Linked DNA regions of Gossypium hirsutum: region 1 is linked to region 2. Evidence: chromatin contacts called from public Hi-C data. All regions are on one chromosome and are shown on one strand. Each heading gives the region's core, a stretch centred on a gene start, on an enhancer-like site or on the middle of the called end of the contact. The rest is flanking DNA. Distances are from core to core; before and after follow the strand shown.

Region 1 (7,359 bases), core at 1,434-3,933, 690 kb before region 2:
ATAACCAAGATGATAGGTGACAATTTCATGTATTATGGTCTATGTTATGTTGATTAGGATTAGGTGGTGAGTGCCGGATATGGGTATACTCAATTGTTTTGAAAATTTTTCATATATCTAGAGGATCCTATTCCTAATATCAATGTCCAAATACGTGTTGGATATGGTTACCTTTTCTTTTTCGGGCCCCAGGGGGGGGGGGATGCAGAGTTGTGTGCTAATGTGAGTCTCAAGTATGATATCAATCTGGGTATTGAATTTGGTGGCAGCTGGTTAATATTAAACTATGAATGTTATATATCGGTTCCTCCTACCTCTAGAAAGCTTCTCCAGCTTTAGAATGACATTCAGGCGACTCTGTTGTATAGGAAAAGATTTGCAATTTAACTATGGTTTCTTGAGAGATATTAAGAAGTGTTGGCATTTGCATGCTCGAATTTGTTGTTTTGTTTCTGCAGAGTTCATGAACCTTGACATGATAATAGGGCGAGTCACTGTACATTTTAATGGAAGAAATGGGATATCTCTGCACTAAACATGGCATTTATATGTAGTAGGAAAACTAGAGGCATGCGCATAAAATTGACAAGTTTTATTCCAGGAACAGGGGAAATATAAAGGTGACAAGAATTCATACAAGGAATCCCTACAATTACAGAATAAAGATGTCTCTTTTAGAGGATACAAGAAGGCCAGATTAGCATGCCATTGCCAATCCTGTACATCTATTCAGTTCCAGCAATCTTCTTCTTCAGTGCCTCAATATCCGTAGCTAGTTCTTTCCTGCTTGACTGAGGTAATACGCATGTTTTTAGCACACGGCTTTTAGTGTTCATATATATGATCTGATACTATAGTCTGATAACCAATTTGATTTTAATCGTAAATTAATCCACTCTTTTAAGTTGAACACCACCTCTAATATATAAGCTAGATTTAAAAGTTCAAAGTGAGCACTTGCAACAAAAAAATGCTGATTCAAAACCATCAAATACATCATTGTCTCTTCATGCATTTGTAAATTTCCCTTTAGAGTTATCAAGTTGAACAATTTGCAAGTGTTTAAATGATGTGGCTCACCCATAAAGAACTTGGATTATTCCACACAAAAAATACATGGGACCATATATATTTGACTGAAAACTTACCTTGAAGAGAAGGTATCTATAGACAAACCATCCTGAATATCCAAGTCCAACCAACTCCATTATCTTTGGAAGCTGAGAAGCACAGAAATGCATTGATTTCAGATAGGATTAGCATATAAAACAAGTTATAAAGTGTAGCATGAAGAGTTCCACTTACCAAGGGCACTGAGTTAATGGCGCCAACAAGAATAGATGATAGCCAAACGGCAACTATTGCCCCACCACCATAAAGAAGAACCGTGGTCTTGTTCTCAACTTTATCCCACTAGAAAACCACGAAAAAACAAGCCAAGTCAGGCACTCAGTTCAGCAGGTTAAAAGAGCAAGAAATTGATTATGTGCAGGCCACCATTTTCTCACTTTTTCTTTCAAGTCATCAAAAAGCTCCCCGGTATCGACAGAGGTGTCTTCTGTTGCTTTTGTTTGGAGAAAAGGAAACCTCCGGGATTCTGTACCAAAAACAACAGGGTAAATAGAAGGCCAAGGAATACGTAGCTCAAAGTCAAATGCATATACTATGACAGAGACAACCAAATAAAACTATTTGTTGTTGTGGCATTATAAAGGAAGAGCGCTATATATTAGACCACTTCATAGTTGTTTTACCTATCTATTCATGTTATACGAACATGTCCGACATTCATCCAGAGTTGTTACTTGCATTCTATCCCATACTTGAATTGGTACCAATTCATCCCCATTTGAAATTTGGGGTCCCAACTCCCATATTATCGTCCAAAAGATTGACCCATTTTTTCAGACAAAAGCCTCCATAATTAGTTTACTGCAACTACTCTTAACACGTGTGATTGTCACCAATATAACGTTTCTGATCCTACACCCACCACCAATGATTTCATTTCCGAAAAAACCAATCTCAATTCCGAATATGGTGTTTGGAAGAACAGGATATAGAAGTGAACTCTTAACTTCTATGACCATTAAGCTTTCATTTTCATTCAGTAAAATCAAACAAAAGGAAGAGCAGGCAAGTGAAGTGAGGCGTTAAAAGGGAGAATGTTAACAGCAGTACCTGGAGTTAGCTTAACGGACGAGGAAAAGGAAGCGGTGGAAACGCGAGGAGGGACAGGCGGCAAGGCGGAACAGTGGGTTGTTCTAACGGCTGCAGGAACACGTGGAATCAAGACGGCGGTGGCCGACATGGAAGCTGATGCTGCTGCTGCCGCCATTTTTTCCTCAAAAATTAATTACTGCTATTTCTGAGATAGATAAGCGCCCTCTTGAACGCTACAAATCCTATCCTTTCCTTTCCTTTTGCTGCCTTCTTTCACAGTAGTATTCTTCCTTGCTTTCAAAAAAAAAAAAAAAAAAAGCTCTTCTTAGAAAAAATTCGTTTTCTAATTTATTTTTGTCTGAATGTTTGAATTACCTAAAAGTAATAATAAAAAATGGTATTATTAGTGTGGGTGAGGTTTTGGTGGCAGACGAATGGAGTGATTGACAGGTGGATAAGATTTTTGAAGGAGGATTATGATTGGTTCGTTCCCTATCTATATGCAATCCATGTTTTGAGTAATAAGGGGTCATAGCCCACTAGCTACACCTTTTAAATGGGCGGGTTATCACGACTTTGATTATCGTCAAAAACTTTCACTCAAGGTATATTAATTTTTCTATAAATCAAGGTATTTTTTTATATAAAAATATAACTTGAATTTTATCGAAAATTTACCATTTAATTTGAAAGCTGTTAAAAAATATTTATCATTTTAATTTTTTTTAATTTAGTTAAATAAAATTGTTCAAGTCTAGTTTTGTTAAAATATGAATTTTAATACTTCGATTGGATTCTTTTTAATGTGTAAGATAATACTATGATCCATGAGGGAGGAATCAATTGGGCATGCCTTTTTAGAATTCTTGCTTGGCACATATGGAGGAATCACAATCATTTTATTTTTCAGGAAAAATTTTGGAGCCCAAGTGACGTAATCAAAATTTCGTATAGTTGGGCCATACATTTCTTTTCGACCTTTAATACAGAAATGGTTGGTTGCCATGATTTATCCTATGAAGAACGTGTTGAAAAATATGGACATCACATATATAATAAGAATAATTACATGTTATTATTATTTACTATCATGATATGTTAGACCAAATTAAAAGTGATCTAATTTGGTTAATGTTTTATTGTGCTTTAATTATTAAATAAAATATGGGTCAAATACGTGTAAATATTTTAGCAATTGAGTTCTAATCAAATTCTAATTAATGATGGGCTAATTAGAAATTAGTACTAATATGACAAGATTATAAATATTAGGGTTATGGTCCCCAAATTATATACAAGATATCTTTTCTAATATCCCATCCTTAAGAAAGAGAGAGCAATATTCTCTGAATTTCTTGTGTGCTAATTTGGAAGATCAAATTCCCAAGATCAGGAAAAACTTCAAGGAATTTATGGATTTAGGTATGCTTCTGCATCTAGTTTTATTCTTATTTTGTTCTTAATGATTTGACATGAGAAGATCCTGATGTATGATTTATTAAATTTTATATCATATCTTAATTAATAATTCTAACAAGTGACATCCGAGCCTCGAACATATTAAATAATTGGGAATTGATTAAGGTTATTCATTTGAATGATTGATTTATAAAATTTCATGGGTTTTATATTTCGGATAACATCTTTGAAGGTTTATATTAAAGTATTTTTTTAATATCTTGATTATCTTGAATTCATATTAAAATTTTAGGGATTTATTTTAATTTTTAATTTGGGTGATTTTCAAATTGATAAATTTAATTATAGAGTTTAAAATATTTTACTTCAGTGAATGATCATGTTAAAGTCAATATTTTTTTTTCATTCTTCATTGTCCTATGTTTCAATTTCTGTTAAATGAATAAATAATAAATCTGTATGACATTTAGTTAAAAAAAATTGGAAAAGAAGTTCATAGTTTCGTATGTTTCATTTATATACATAAATATATAATATATGCATGCTTTAGTTTCGTATGTTTCATTTATATATATAAATATATAATATATGCATGCTTTGATTGGTTTAATGCATGTTGTTTTGAAAAATTATATAAATATATATGATTATCTTTTAATTCGATTGAAAGATGAAATTAAGGTAAATATTTTGAAACAAATAGATTCAGATTTTGACTTTTAATTAAGGATGTCAAATATTTTAAATAGATTAGTTGAAACAAAATGTCGCCAAAGTGACCTCTTTTGTGTAGATTAGTTTATTTGAAATATCAAGATGATTATATGTTTTTGTGATTCATGCGTTTATTGATTGACTCAAAGGTAAGTTAATATTTGGTAGAATTTCAATGACATCTGTGGTAATAAATGTGTGACAATTATAAGGTATTTTGTATGAGTAATAAGTTAGTCTAAAGATTAATTAATTGTTTGACATTATTTATTGTCAATGTTTGATTGCTACAACAAGAGTATCGCTTACTGTTAATATTACTATCCAAAGACTTGATATTAATGTTGTGCTTGGTATCTTGAGATGGGATTAGACATTATCTTGAATTTATTGTTTAATTATGAATATTGATGTGAGCTTGTTTTTATTTGTTCTATATTCAGCTAATTCATATTCTATTGCCACAATATCTGCTAATATAAATTCTATACCCATGCTTAATGGGACTAATTTTAAGGAATGGAAAAGACACTTACTTATAGTGCTTGCCTATATAGACATAAACCTTGCATTAAGGGATGAACAACCTGCACCTCTTATTGCGGAAAGCACCCCTGATGTTAAGAGGGATTTTGAGAGGTGGGATCGTTCAAATTGCATGAGTCTAATGATCATGAAACACATCATTCCAAAAGCCTTTAAGGGCACAGAATCTGAAGAGATTACTCAAGCCAAAGGTTTCCTTGATGAAATTGAGAAACGTTTTGCTAAAAACGATAAAATTGAGATAACATCACTTCTGACTTCTTTGATGTCTATGAAGTATAAGAGTCAAGGAAAGGTAAGAGAGTACATTATGGAGATGTTCTATACTGCTTCAAGACTTAAGGCACTTAAGATCGAGCTTTCTGAGGAATTGCTTGTTCTTATGGTTTTGGTATCGCTTCCTGCATAGTTTAATCAATTTAAAATTAGTTATAACTGTCAAAAGGAGCAATGAACTCTAAATGAGCTCATTTCTCATTGTGTGTAAAAGGAAGAAAGTTGAAGCGTGATAAGTCTGAAAGTGCTTATTTGGCCAATGCCCCTAAAGACAAGGGCAAGAAAATAAAATATCAGAATGAAGCTGCTAAGAGTCTAGCTCAAAAGAAACAACAACAAGCTACCGAGAGTTGTTTCTTTTGTAACAAGTCTGGACACGTAAAGAAAGATTGTACCAAATATCATGCTTGGCATACAAAGAAAGGTATAATTCTTAGTTTGGTCTGTTCTGAGATTAATTTAACTTTAATACCTAGAAACACTTGGTGGATAGATTTTGGTGCTACTACTCACATAAGTGTTTCCATGCATGGTTACCTGAGTTATCGAAAGTCAAGTGATGGTGAAAGACACTTCGTGGGCGATGGAAAATCGGTAAAAGTGGAAGCGATTGGGAATCTTAGGTTGTTATTAGGAACTGGTTTTTATTTGGATTTAAAAGACACTTTTATTGTACCGTCATTTAGACGGAATTTAGTTTCTATTTCTTCATTGGACAAATTTCGATATTATTGTTCATTTGGAAACAATCAATTTAATTTGTTTTTAAATTCGAATGCTGTTGGAACTGGTTATTTAAATACTTATGACAACTTTTATTTGCTAGAAACAATTGCATCCTATAATGAAACCTTGCATGTGGAATCACATGGTATTAAACGTAAATTAAATAAGGAAAATTCAGCATCATTATGGCATAAGCGCTTAGGTCATATCTCAAAAGTTAGAGTTGAATGCCTTGTGTTTGATGGTATTTTAGAGTCTTTTGACTTCATAGAATTTGGTGTCTGTGTTGATTGCATTAAGGGAAAACATACCAAAACCAAAAGATTGGGTGCCAACAGATCTTTGGACATCTTAAAATTAATTCATACATATATCCGTAGGTCATTCCATACGGTATCCTGGAATGGTCAACAATATTTCATAACATTCATAGACGAGTACTAACGTTATGGGTACCTATATCTCATTCATGAGAAATCTCAGTCTCTAGACGTGTTTTTAAAGCTTATAAAGCTGAAGTTGAGAATCAACTCAACTTAAGCATTAAAAACGTCAGATTTAATCGTGGTGGTGAGTACTATAGTAGATATGATGGCTCAGGTGAACAATGTTCAGGACCATTTGCAAAATTCTTAAAGGAATGCGGTATTGTCCCACAGTACACTATGCCTGGATCATTGAGTATGAATGGTGTAGCTGAAAGATGAAACAAGACTCTTAAGGGTATGGTAAGGAGCATAATTGCTCGTTCTACCTTACCTGAGTGCCTTTAGGGAGAAGCATTAAAGACAACAACTTACATTTTGAATAAAATACCCAATAAAGTAGTTGCAAAAATACCTTATGAGCTTTGGACTGGTCAAAAGCCTAGTTTAAAGCATTTTCACATTTAGGGATGTCCAGCTGAGGCAAGGCCTTATAGGCCACATGAAAAGAAATTGGACTCTAAAATAGTGAGCAACTACTTTATCGATTATTCTGAGCGATCTAGGGGCTATAAGTTTTATAATCCTATAATGAGGAATATTTTTGAGACGGGAACAACAACATTTTTTGAGGATGTTGAGTTTGGGAGAGGGAGAAATAAGGTTAGAGACATTGTTTTTGAGGAGGAATTGGATTCTAACTCAGTTCCTACTATCACTTTTGACAATGTTCAGGTTATCGTACCTATCATTGATCAATAAGTGAATCCAGAACCTCAACAAGAAAATGTTGAATAACTCCCCATTCAAGATGAGGTAATTGTTTTAGAAGAACAAACTCAACAACCTCTAGAACAAGTGCCATTAGGGAGGTCTATAAGAGAAAGAAAAAATAATATTCTAGATGATTATGTTGTATTTCTACAAGAACATGAAGATGATAATATGATGGAAGATGATCCAATCAACTTTCAACAGGCCATGAAAAGTTTTAATTCTCAAAAGTGGATTGATGTTATGAAAGATGAGTATAAGTCTATGCAAGATAATAAAGTTTGGGAACTTGTCCCATTACCTGAAGGTGCAAAAC
Region 2 (7,482 bases), core at 1,810-4,309:
AACTTTCCATAAGGAAAATAATGTCAATTTCTTACTGGAATTTTAGGCAGTCGTCCAAGACGAAAATTGTTTATAGTTCCAAATTCTCCATCATGCCAGATAGGGAAAGCATCATTGAGCACGTTAGTTCGCTTTAACAGCTCCAAATGTGCTTGTGAAACTTCAGTCTTAGCCAAAATTGCATCTCTCTCTTCCTGTTAAAAGAAATATTTTGTAAAGTAAGAAGGTACTTAAGGAGTTCGCTTTGTTATTTGAAAGAATATTTGTTTGCAAATGTTGATTAACTTTACTGCTCACAACAATGTAAATAACAACATTAGTAAAATTGACATTTGCTGAACCATCTTGGACTGTCTTTATCAATCAATTGTGGGTCAAAGAAAAGTTTTGGTCAAGAGACTGCATCAGAAACTAACCTGATGAGCGATTAATTGAAACTGAAAGTTGTTAAACTCTTGCCAATACCTGTCACACATTGATTCCAACAAGCATAAGGATCTGATAATTAAAAAAAATCCTGGTCATATACAAATAAAGGTGTGCTTTGCATTCTGGTTTGAGAAAGAGATGGAGGATCAAGGGGGAGGACAAAGGGAAAAGAGGTAAAACAAGTGTTGTACAACACTACAATTTTATCTGAGGCGACCACATATGAAGGATAAAGATACAGAAGAAGAAGAAGAAAAAGAAGAAACTTACCGCTCTTCCAATTCTTTGAATCGTTTTGATTTTTGCTCTAATTCTTTTAGTTCTGCATTTACTGCAGCATTCTGTTTTTCTATTTCTTCAATTGCTGCTTCAAGTTTTCTTTCTTCTTCCTCGATCTTACAGAATGAACAGACAATCAGATATGCATTTAACTAGGAAAATCATTTATCAACGCAGTTAATGCATTTATCATAATGAGGAACTGTCATTTACAAGTATTCCTGGTTTACTGTTCATATTTTTTCAACAATACAATGCAGATTAACATTGGGAAAAGTTTTTTCTTTTTTGAAGGATTTTTTTTTGGTTAATTCAAAGGGATTTTCTTTCATTCATCCAGTAAAACAGTTATCGGATCCTTGTACATTTTAACAATCCTAGCCCTCTGCCATCTTCTAGTGTCTTTTATGATACACTGTTCTGAAACCAAAAATTTATTAACATTCTGGAGTGAAACCTCCCTCATCCAAACAAAAGTGAAACTAAAGCCTTAGAGTGTCTAGACATTAGAAAATATTAAAAAGCCCTTAACAATTCTCTCTGCAAATTAAAGTACTAGCATGAGGAATCATTTATCCTTTATCATATAAGTTACTCATAGAAACTGCCTAACAGTTACCTTTAATTTCTCCTTACAAAAATCAGTCTCGCTGAGTACATCTCGTGGTTCCCCCTCCAGGCGCTGAAGACAGGCTTCATATGCTTCGATATCCCTAGTCACATCTTCAACCTCCTTGTCAAGTTTGTCAGACAACACCCTCATACACTCAAGGCATAATGGTTGTTCAACCTAAAAATGCCGAATGCATAATAAAAGAGTATAAATATATCCTCTCTACAACAATGAAGCACCAAACTGGAAAAGCAATAAAATGAGCAATACCTGTGTCTGAGTCGTGGCAATCTCAAATGCATTCTTCAGGACAGTAATAGTTGAGTGAAATCCAGAGTTGTTCGGCTGCAAAGAACTGCTTGGTCCACCTTCTGACGATGGTAATTGCGTCCCACTTCCATCAGAAGCAGACTCTGATTTATCAACCACCACAAATGATTCTTCCATACCTTTCCTAGCTTGGCCAGTATCAGGCTGACCAGGAATGCCACGAGGTCGTGGAGGGATTCCTGGGGCCAAGGGCTTTTGCTTTGGCAGCACGACGAAAGAGTTATCCATTCGTGTTGAACCCAGCATGCTGCTAGCTCCATGTATCGAAGCCCCCTGCATTGCTGCATCATTCATACATCAATTTTCTTAGCAAGGAACATCAGCTTGAAATACTGCTATTATAGTCAGGTTTAGTACTTAGTAGCCAAATAAAATAATTGAAGAATCCACTGTGTTTTGGTCCCAATTCCAGCATCAGTACATGAAGATAATAGAAAATCCCCAATTTTATAAGTTTTGCAACTCAGACCACTTCAAAATCGAAAAGAATTAATCCTCAGCTAATTAAACCGAAAAAATATTAAATTCAACAACTGGGCAGAAGCAGAAATTTAAAAAGGAAGAGATTGGAGAAACCCTAACCTGATCGAGAAGAGTCGTTGGGGAACTTGTCGACGTAGGAATCGAATCCGACGATACAGAGGGAATGGTGACAGTTCTGGCAGATCCATTTGGGGAGATTTGGATCCACGGGTAAGCTCCGACCTTTATCGGGTATATATTCCTTCTTCATTTAGCTAATCGAATTCTATGTGAAGGGAGATTTTCGGGCTGTCGGGCAATCAGGGGAGAGAGAGATGGAGGGTTTCGTTGTTTCGATTGTTGAGCCGTCCAAGTAAAACATTACAAAAGAAATCATAACAGTTTTTATGACAGGTTTTTTGTGACCAGGCCCAACGACTTTTGGATTAATTTCACTAATAGTCCCTACACTATTGCTTAAAGTTTAAATTATTCTCTAAACTTCTAATCAAATATTTAAAATATAAATATTATATCTATTAGGTCATTATGGGTGGGTTTGGACGGACGGTGGAGTGCGGTGGGGTGCAGTGCATTTAGCTTACTTTTTGTCTCACGCTACAATATTAGTGCAATACCTAATATCACCGCCACTACTGTCTTTACATTAATCGCAGATAAACATATCGTCCATCCAAACCTACCCTATGTCAGCATGTGTATTAATTTCAACATTAGATATTAGTTCAAACTTGATATAAAGCATATTTAAAAATCAAAACAAGTGGATTAAACACCAAATAACTTTGTACCTACATTTATGAATAATTTGAATATGATATATTAAAAAGTATATTGAGCTAATAAATTTAAGAAAGTTATTTTATTAACATGTGTGATCCAAATTGTCCATATGATAAATAAATATATTTATAATTTGAACTATGTGATTAAATGTGTTTCACCTCATATTTAAATTGATGTTTGATATCCAAGCTAATGACTAAGGTGATACAAGAATTTGGTTGATAGAATATTAATACTTTAAAGATACAATTAAAATGTTTTGAAGTTTGGGATCAATTTAAAATTTATATTATAAAATTGAGGCCTTCTGATGAATTAAACATTTTTTTGCCTTTTCTTTTAAGGATTCTCCGTTACCCGGCGGAGTTGACCCGAACACCCAATATATTAAAGATGGACTACTCGGGAAATTAGGTTTATAATCAGGATCCCAACCCTAGTTTCTCCTTTTCCCCTGATCCCCAAATCTTCATCTTGAAATCACGGACACGTACCTGTTATGGAAGATGATCAAATCAGCGGAGACGATATCGACATGAAGGACCTGAACCCAAGGCAGTTACAGCTGTTCGTTAAACTTCTCAATGGTGAAACTTTGTCGCTCCTATTCCCGACCCTTCAAGTCCAAGTCGGCGATGTCAAGCACCGAATTCAGGAATTTACCCAAATCCCTTTCAATTTCCAGCGACTGATTCGCGGCCATCAACTCAAGGACGATTCGGTGATTTCCCACTCCAACGCTACCCTCAACCTTTCCCTCCGGCTCCTCGGTGGCAAAGGAGGTTTCGGGTCTCTGCTGCGTGGCGCAGCCACAAAGGCCGGGCAGAAAAAGACAAGCAATTTCGAGGCGTGCCGAGACATGAGCGGAAGGAGGCTAAGGCATGTAAATGCCGAGAAGAGGTTGGAGGAGTGGAAAGCGGAGGAAGAACAGAGAAAGTTGGAGAAGATCGCTGAAGACTTCATAAAGAAGAAAGCAAAAACTGGGAAAAAAGGAGTTGGAGATGGAGAGGCCGAGAAGTACGTAGAGAAGTACAGAGAGCAGTCGGCGAGGTGCGTGGCGGTGGTTGAAGAGTCCGTTAGGGCGGCCTGCCAAAATGGAAAACGGAAGACAGTGCCGGGAGGAGCTGACCCCAAAAGATTGAAGATTTGGTAAGTTTTTAAGCTCTTTTGATTTGCCGTTTATAAGGTTGGTATTGATATATAGATTGTTGACTTATTTTTGTTTGCTTATATAGGATGGGAAAGAGGAAAGTGGATGAGAGTGATAGTGACAGTGATTATAGCAGTGAGGATGAAGATAATGAGGAAAATGAGAAATCTGTAGTTTTGAACAATGGGAATCATTCAGATTCTAGTAAGGGAGCTGAGGGGAGTTGTGGTTCAGTTTTGGGGGGAAAACAGGATATAGACTTTTCAATTGGAGTCTCAAGTGGTACTGGTTCTGAGGAAGAGAAGGAGGTTGTTCTGCATCGAAGCTCGGAATCTTGTGAAGATGTTGATGCCATGGTTGAAGCAGATGTGATTGCTGGGAGTGAAGCAGCTCATCCTGAGATGCCAGAACAAAATGGAACTAAAACTCAAAATCAAGAGGAAATAGTTAGTCAATGTCTCAGTGCTGATCCGGTTGCGGAAAATGGAGTTGGAAGTGAATTGATTGATGGACTTAATTGTTCTTCTATCCCAAAACCAGAAGTTCACAAAGACACATTAGTTTCAAATGTTAATGCTACAGAACCAGAAAATCCATTGAACTTTGATGACTTTAATTCTTCTGCAGAGATGGAGGTATGGTTGCTCACTTGAAGTTCTTTTCCTATTTCCTAGGCTTAGCTAATTTTGAGTGCTTGTTTATTTCCTTTTTTAATCATTAAAGTTTGTAGATATAGAATTTTAGATGGTTTGAAAGACATTGTTTATAAACTTGCTAACAAATAAATCCGAACTATTTGGGCTGTCTGTTCATTCTAGCCCTTGTTATTCTCACCCTTGTATAGAGATTGATACCATTGATGCATCTAGGAGGTGGAAGAAGCGATACAACTTTCGGTCTCTCACCCTTTTTACTTTAGTTTGTTGTTGCAATTTTATTAAATGCTTTCCTTTAGCTTAAAGCTTAAATCCTGCCATAGCTGTTTGATGTTATTTAGGCAGTGTCTTCGTGTTGATGTTAAAAAAGTAGTTGGATGATATAAACTAGAGAATTGAAGAAAGGATACCATGGAATGAAGTTAAAAATGGCATATGCATTAAATTGTCATGGGCCACATGGTGATGCTGTTGCCTTTATAATGCTCAATGTTGATTCAGAACTAACTAATTTATCCTTTTTTTTTTTTGGGGGGGGGGGGGGGCAAACTAATTTATCATTTCAAAAGGTTCTTGGATTGGAGCGGTTGAAATCTGAACTGCAGTCACGTGGGCTAAAATGTGGGGGTACTTTGCAAGAGCGAGCTGCTCGTCTGTTCCTGCTAAAATCTACCCCTTTAGATAAGCTTCCAAGGAAGCTGCTTGCGAAGAAGTGAAAAGCTATGTAGTAGGCTAAGGCTTCATATCACCTCATAGTGTATTGCTAAGGAGTGTTCCTTTTTGTCAAACGGAGAAATGTATATATTTCTTTCGCTTCTGTTCAATATTGTATAAGTTGGTTCTTGTAAGCTAAAACACTGTTAGCTATGAGGGGATATTAACTAATGGTCTCTGTAAGTTACACTTCGCCTAAACTGAATTTTGAGATTTGTGGAATGATAATGGTGATAAGAATGTGGTGTTTTAGCTAATTGAAACCCCAATTCTTTGCGTTCTTGTCTATTCTTTTGATAAAATGGAATATTTCAGGTCTCAATATATTTGGAATGGTTTACAGTAAGATACAATCGGGACTTCAATTTCATAAAAAATAATAATAATAATTCATTTTAACTTTTCATTTAATTTTTCGTTTTCTTTTTTTTTCATCCTTAAATCAAATCACTGAAAAAATTAAATTTATTTACTTTACTAACGTGACATACAAGTAGATTGTCATGTATATGTTACGTTAGTAATTAATTAATTAATTGTTAATATGATATTTACATTGCAATATATATATGTCATGTCAGTAAAATTAAACAAATATTAACTTTTGTATTCATTTTGAGATAATTTGACAAATAATATAAATTTAAAGTCTAAAAAAATAAAAAAAATTAAATAAAAAGTTAAAATAACTTTTTTATAAAATTAGATGATCAAGTAAGTCATTATCCCTTACAATAATTATTAAGATAAAAAACATGTACCTTAAATTAAAGGTGTTCATGGGTTAATTGCTAAAAAATTTCTAGATCCATTTAATAGGCTTGGGCTCAGTTCGACTCGAAAAATGAGAGTAAAATTTTACTCAAGTTTAGCATGGCTAAAACTACTAAAACTTGGGTCCAACTCGACTCGCCCATATTAAAATTTTTTATATTATTTTTTATATAAAAAGAATTAGAATACATAATATATTAAAAACACTAAAAACATTAAAATAAATTTAAAGAATCTATATACTTAAATAACACTAAGATAGATGCAACTTAACAAGTAAATTCCTCTAAAATAGTAACAAAATTAATAATAAAACAATAGTTATACAATATCAAAACAATAACAATATAACGGTACGTTTGGTTCACTGTAATGGAATAGGGCTGTAATTGAATAGAGCTGTAATCAGTAATTCAACTGTTTGGTTGAATGGAATGGAATAGAATTGTAATAGCATTATTGTGTTTGGTTGAATGGAATGTTGTTGTTATAGCATAAGGAAAAAAACTAAAATGACCAGAATACCCTTAGCAAAATTTTTTTAGTTAGATGATTATTGTTATTGTTATTAAATAAGATTATTATTGAAAATAATTTAATAATAAATAATAAATAATTTAACCATATTTTAACATAATTATTATTAAATATAATTTAATAAAAAATTTAATTTAATAACATTCTTAATATAATTATTATTATATGAATTAAAAATCAAAATATATAATACTATAAAAAATATATAATCTACTTTATTATTTTTAAACTGTAATACATATTTAATGTGCTAAAATATCATTAATGAAACAAATAATTTAATTATTCTACAATAAAAAATAAAATATTAGAAGTAATAAATAACTTGAGAATTATATTTCACATCCAAGCATAATATTCATATATTAACAAAAAGTTACAAGCCAAAAGTTTTAAGAACCAAGTCGATAGTCAAATTGATTTTACCACTAATTTATCAATGAATTAATTAAATAAATTATTAAAAATTTATAAAAATAATATTTATAAAAATTAAAAACCGATTAACTAGTTTTTTTAACCTAATTCAACAATTTATACAAATACATAAGGCAACCAATTTGATGCCTTTTCCAACTTGATACCCAACCTAAGGCAACCAATTTTATATCTTTTCTAACTTGATACCTGACTAATTCCTGATTAAACCAACCAATTTGATCAAATTCAAACATCCACGATTGACCAATTTGATCAAATCCAAATAGATTCATGAATTTATTTGATAATCA

Evidence for each region. A called contact is a pair of places that touch in the nucleus more often than the background predicts.
Region 1: a contact with region 2 is called in a Hi-C map of leaf, with 2.7 times the contacts expected there. The contact joins the promoter of LOC107933524 here to the promoter of LOC107938159 in region 2. A contact is called at or near these places in 8 of 34 Hi-C or Micro-C datasets (callus, leaf, petal and 1 more).

Annotation. Positions count from the first base shown.
Region 1 is chrA08:102,663,280-102,670,638 of Gossypium_hirsutum_v2.1, reverse strand. LOC107933524 (protein CURVATURE THYLAKOID 1A, chloroplastic) reads right to left here and starts at 2,683. Exons shown (of 5, transcript XM_016865757.2): 1 at 2,182-2,683; 2 at 1,509-1,597; 3 at 1,306-1,413; 4 at 1,149-1,220; 5 at 572-791. The coding sequence starts at 2,338. The coding sequence ends at 726.
Region 2 is chrA08:101,970,649-101,978,130 of Gossypium_hirsutum_v2.1, reverse strand. It overlaps LOC107938159 (beclin-1-like protein), which reads right to left and starts at 3,059. Exons shown (of 10, transcript XM_041074602.1): 1 at 2,234-3,059; 2 at 1,592-1,932; 3 at 1,328-1,498; 4 at 700-824; 5 at 417-498; 6 at 36-194. The coding sequence starts at 2,384. It overlaps LOC107938161 (replication stress response regulator SDE2), which reads left to right and starts at 3,420. Exons shown (of 3, transcript XM_016871235.2): 1 at 3,420-4,069; 2 at 4,156-4,705; 3 at 5,296-5,697. The coding sequence starts at 3,420. The coding sequence ends at 5,442.